2 separate regions of the Zea mays genome follow, and region 1 is linked to region 2. A link is a contact called in public Hi-C data. All regions are on one chromosome and are shown on one strand. Each heading gives the region's core, a stretch centred on a gene start, on an enhancer-like site or on the middle of the called end of the contact. The rest is flanking DNA. Distances are from core to core; before and after follow the strand shown. Region 1 holds the start of LOC100170249. Region 2 holds the start of LOC541802 (cellulose synthase-1).

Region 1 (2,700 bases), core at 75-2,574, 170 kb before region 2:
GAGTAGAGATGGCAATGGGTAAAAACCCGCTGGGTATTACTTGCCCAAACCCATACCCGTGAAGAAAAAATACGCTCGCTAAAAAACACATACCCATGACGGGTATAAAATTTTACCCAAACCCATACCATGCGGGTTTCGGGTACCCAACGGGTTTCCCATACCCACTAACATCAACATAAAAAATAATTCATCATGTAAATGACAATCAATACATTAATAAGCTAGCATAAAACGAATAAGTGATAACTAATTTTAACTTAAAATTTGTTACATCAAATTTATTTCAATTAGAACATATTCAATTAATAATATTATGAGACATATTTATAAGAAATGTTGATTTTAAGGCGGGTTTAAAAAACCCATGTGTTTGCGGGTATGGGTAGTGGAAGAACAAACACATACCCACGTACTCGTTGGGTTTCCATTTAAACCCATTAACAAACCTATGGATACAGAAATTGACCCAAACCCTAATAGAGCAAAAACTCATCGGGTTTCGGGTAGCGGGTACCCATTGCCATTTCTAGCTGCGTCCGTTGGGGTGCGGCGAGGTGGGTTCCAATCACCTCCTCATTTTGACTGTATGTGAAGACCACGAGTGCGGCTGATTTTGACTTTGTACCTGAGTTGTCGTTCCCGGACTCCTCACGCGATGGCTATGCGGCAGCCGCGAAGAATCATAGTCTAGGTAAACGAGGAAGAAAAGCCGCCGGAAATTCCTAACGCTGGTTTAGTGATAAAGAAATTGAAGATGATCTATTGATTTAAATAGCAAGGGATTTTTTTAGATCCCTTTCAATTCTTTTGTCACTAAATCAATATTTAGATCTTGTTTGAATTGCGACTGCATTGAAGGAAGAGGTTAAGGAAAATTAAATAACGTTTTTATTTAATCTTAACTAGAAAGATATTTAATTCTGTCCGATCTATCCCTTCGCAATGGAACGTACCCTTGTAGGATAATAATCCGCGACCCAAATTTCTAATCACGCCGGAGAAAAATAAGGCCTCGACTTTAATTCGTTTCCCCATTTTCTGGTTGCAGATTGATTCTTTACCATTTGTATCGCCATTCCTCCCTGTTCGTTGGGCGTGGGGTCTCAACCTAAAATCAGTCCCATTCCGCGCTCCTAGTGGAGAGTGGATTCGAACGGAAACACCTTTTTGTGCCCCAAGATGCCTGTTTCCGCTTCGTTTCCACGCCACACCTTTTGAATCCTTTGCCGTCACCTCGCCTTTTGCAGCACTAGTTGTTTGTCAGCCTTCTTGGAGTGTGGAGGGGCAGAGAGCGCCGTCCTGTTGATTCAGGAAAACAGTCCGAGCCGATGGGCAGGAAGAGCGACGGCGCGCGGTTGCAATGCGCTGAGGCCAAACTGGCGACGGATTGGACCTGCTGCTTCCTGGCCCTGCCACCGGCAGCACCATCCGCTGTGGATGGCGATGGTGGATTCAACCTCTCGTGGAACCTCCACCAGTCCTTCCACCCGCCGGCCGGCCTCTTCGCCAGCGTGGGCCAGCAGGTTGGGGTTGGGTTCCCAGGGCCTTCGTCCCAGTCGCCGGAGACGCCACGGGACCCATACATGAAGTACGTCTCGCCGGAGGTTGTTGAGACACCTCTGCCGGGGGAAGGTGTGGGGGGGTTGAGGGACAAGGGGAAGAAGAAAGTCGTGAAGCTCAAGATTAAGGTTGGGAATCATCACCTCAAGAGACTGATCAGTGGAGCAATCGCAGGCGCAGTGTCAAGAACTGCTGTTGCACCTTTGGAGACGATCAGGACGCATTTGATGGTGGGAAGTAATGGGAATTCGACGACGGAGGTGTTCCAGTCTATCATGAAGCATGAGGGATGGACTGGGTTGTTCCGTGGTAACGTTGTTAATGTCATCCGGGTAGCCCCAAGCAAGGCAATCGAGGTAAATAGCTCATCCACATCTGTTATTTTTGCAATGTGTTTACGTTAGGCACATGTTCAACATAATGTGGAAATCAACCCTTGGCTATGCATTTATTTTTTAGAATTTATAACTACCTTTTTGCAAATAAACTGAACAATTAGTTGGTGGTTACATCCAGTGTTAATTTGTAGCAATATTTCCTCGTTAGCAATGGTACAAATGTTTTGAGTTTTCTATAATTGGGGCACATACATATGGCAATATGCTCAAGTTGTCACCCAGAGAATAACGAACTCGCATGCTTTTCCCAATATTTGGATCTTAAGCCTCATCTACACTGAGTCTCTGGTTTTTTTAAGTTCCCTCAGTTTTCTAAGAAAGCAATAAGTTTGTTACACAATCCATGTTGGGGTTGCCAGATTACAAGCAAAAGTACAAAGAAGTCTAACAAAGTGCCATGCTGCTATTACAATAAAATTTCTATGATACCTGAGATGCTTCTAATCACTGGATTGTAATTACTAAGCCAGCATAAATAGAATTTTTCATGACCTGAAACTATCAAGAAAGTCTACCTTTTTGTTATGGTAACGTATCGAATGCACATGATCCATTTGGTGCACATGCACATATTAAATCTGAGCCCTTTATCTAAGAATCAACGACTGAGGTGCGAAGGGTTTATTTGCAAATATGCAGCTACGCGCTGATGAGTAAGTGTCGAATGTTTTTTTTATAAAATATTTTAATCGTTGATCGTGGGACGAAGGGTGCAGATTTAATATTTTTGTTATTGGCT
Region 2 (2,700 bases), core at 90-2,589:
AGTATGTTAGTTGGTAAGAGCACATATTCATATAGAAATAAGTATTAATAACAGAAGTGCACCAGTGGGCAGTAACAACTAGCGAACAATGCACCACAGTATCACTCAAATCAACAAATGAACATGAATGACATGTATTATACCTGTTGACCGCTTGTCAGGCGTGGAATCCGATGATGTGGCTCATGGCGAGCAGATGAAGACAGATCAGCATCATCTCCTTGCAGTTGCCACTCTGGGCCTTTCCCATTGCCTTGCTTGTAGTTGAATTCATTGTCTAGGTCATCAACATCTTCCTCATCCTCATCACCATGAACTCGAGGGCTACCTGAATTTCATAAGACGAAGTAAGAAGAATTCGTTAATTACTGTTGTAGAGAATAAAATGAAGCAGATGGCTTAATCTAGGCTGTCGAATGTCATTATCATAAGGCATATCCACTATGCTGCAAGCCTGGAACCTTTTATTCACGTAAAGTAAGCATGTGATGTGAACTCCGTCATGCTAGCATCATACAAGTTACACACACACTCAAAGGAGTTGCCAGGAAACCAACCTTTCTGTCTCTTGTATCTAGTCTTGCACTGGGGGCAGCATTGGTTCCCCTCCTTGCGCTCATACTCATAGCATGGGCGGCAGACAGGGAAGGCACACTCATTGCAGGCAACAAAGACATCACCAGTGGCTGAAACACCCACAGAGTCACCACAAATCTGGCAGACCTGCCCATTCGCACTCTTTGTGGGCTTAGCCTGCATTAGCGAGATAACGACAAAGTCAGCACACATGCAATCAGAATTACAGCATTAGAGAACACATCAGTGACTCATGCACTTTACTGGTGAGCAACAGACTGTAAAAATCAACCTGCGATCAAGTGTCTATTAGTCTTGAAGTCGAGGCTAAGATCAAAATGTCAGGAAGGTAATTTTGAATTTACATAAGATGAACTAATTCAATGAACTAAGACCTCAGCCCAGATCCAGCGACAGACGCGCGCACGACATGAGCCGCTAGGAACTGAATCTGAAGCAGGCAGCGAGGACGGCACTGGGTTGGCTGGACGTACCGAGCCCGGCGCATCGCCGTCGTGGCGGATCATGACGAACTCGTTGCGGTTGTGCGAGCCCGCCACCATCCCCTTGTTGGCCGCCATCTCCGCTCCCTCCCCGCTGCTCCCACCGAGACGGCTCCACACGCCAACGACACCAACACCGACGAGGCGGGCGGAGACCAATCGGCCCGTGCGGGCCTCTAGATCCGAGCGGCGTTGGCGACCACCATGCCCCAAATTCCTCCCGCTCGATCGCTGCAATGCCGCGCAGTGCTTCTGCTGCTGCTTCCGCTTCACACCTTCCTTCCCCTTCAATTACTCCTACATAATACGCCCCCGCTCTCACTCGGTTTCGTTTAGTTGAGTTGGTGGGAGTCCCCCCGGGCTAGCGCCGGTCACTGTGGAGCTGCTGCACGTAACGGCGGGGAGGAGTACGGGCGATCTCGGCCGTTGGCGCGACCGATGGAGAGACCAAGCGCCGTCGGATGCGGAAGGGCGGGAGTGTGCACGTCGACGTCGCGTCGCTGTGCCCAGGCTGTCCCCCGCCGCGCACGCTGAGAGCGGGGCCCGGGCGACCGGCTGCAGCAGGTCGATCTGTCGGTGCCTCGTCGGCGGACCGAATTGGCCTTCTACCTGCCGCAGTGCCGCTGATTATTTGTTTTTTTCCTTTTAATTAGTAGTGGTGACAAAAGGGACTGAAAATGCAATTGCACCATGTCTGTTCCGTGTGAGTTGGCATCGACCTGATCATGGGCTTGTGATTAGTAGTACATGCATATTTCTCCTTGCTTTAAACTTTTGGTTTAAACTGTTTGGTGCATCTAAGTCCCGGGCTCCTTAAAAAACTCCTTCAACGACTTTTTAAAAAAAATCTATCAAAGGGGCTCTTTGATAAGCTTTTGCTATAAAAGAGGGAGGAGCTCTAAAAAAACAGCAGAAGTCAAGAGCTAGAAAAGGAGCTTCTATCGACTCATCTCCCATGTTTTTCTCTTCATCAACGCTACATCTTAAGAGAAGCTGCAGGAGGAGCTATATTACCAACCAAACAGGGTGCTCTTTCTAGAGTTATTCCTAAAACTAAGGAGGGGTTGTTTTCTTAGAGTTGCTAGAGCCAGGGCTGAAGCTGACATAGAAAGAGCCCTATCAAACGGGGCCTAACTTAGATCTTGTTTGGACCATTTCAGCTTCAAAAAACTTGGTGAAGTTGATAAAGCAGGACATTAGGTGCTTCGAAAAATCGTAAAACTGAAGTTGCAGACTTTTAGAAGGCATTTAGATAAATCATTTTGTTTCTCATTTAGATCAAAAATATTTTGAAACTGTTTAAATTTATATTATACACCACAGATTCACGCCGAAGCTAGAACCTAGAGCAGTGCCAAACAAGATATGAGCTGAGTCACAGATCTCGAGTTCGAATGCTAGCTAGCATAATTAAAATAAAATAATTGTTGCTCACTCCAATTCTACGCCTGAGACCAAGAAAGTGTTGGAAAATAATATGCACACCTCTTCCTATCAGCTTACCCTTTTGGTTTTGTGCGGTGAAAGAGAAATATGTCATAGGACCATTTCTACCTGTTTTGGTGATTAAGTCCTCAACGCACTACATTGGACTAACCACTTTGATATAAGAATGAGTATA

What was found. Hi-C and Micro-C count contacts between places; a contact is called where the count stands out from the background.
Region 1: a contact with region 2 is called in a Hi-C map of endosperm, with 3 times the contacts expected there. The contact joins the promoter of LOC100170249 here to the promoter of LOC541802 in region 2. A contact is called at or near these places in 4 of 25 Hi-C or Micro-C datasets (bundle sheath, ear, endosperm and 1 more).

What each region holds. Positions count from the first base shown.
Region 1 is chr8:82,051,023-82,053,722 of Zm-B73-REFERENCE-NAM-5.0, reverse strand. It overlaps LOC100170249, which reads left to right and starts at 1,324. Exons shown (of 3, transcript NM_001130130.1): 1 at 1,324-1,919. The coding sequence starts at 1,332.
Region 2 is chr8:81,885,268-81,887,967 of Zm-B73-REFERENCE-NAM-5.0, reverse strand. It overlaps LOC541802 (cellulose synthase-1), which reads right to left and starts at 1,339. Exons shown (of 14, transcript NM_001111484.1): 1 at 1,071-1,339; 2 at 558-753; 3 at 144-328. The coding sequence starts at 1,157.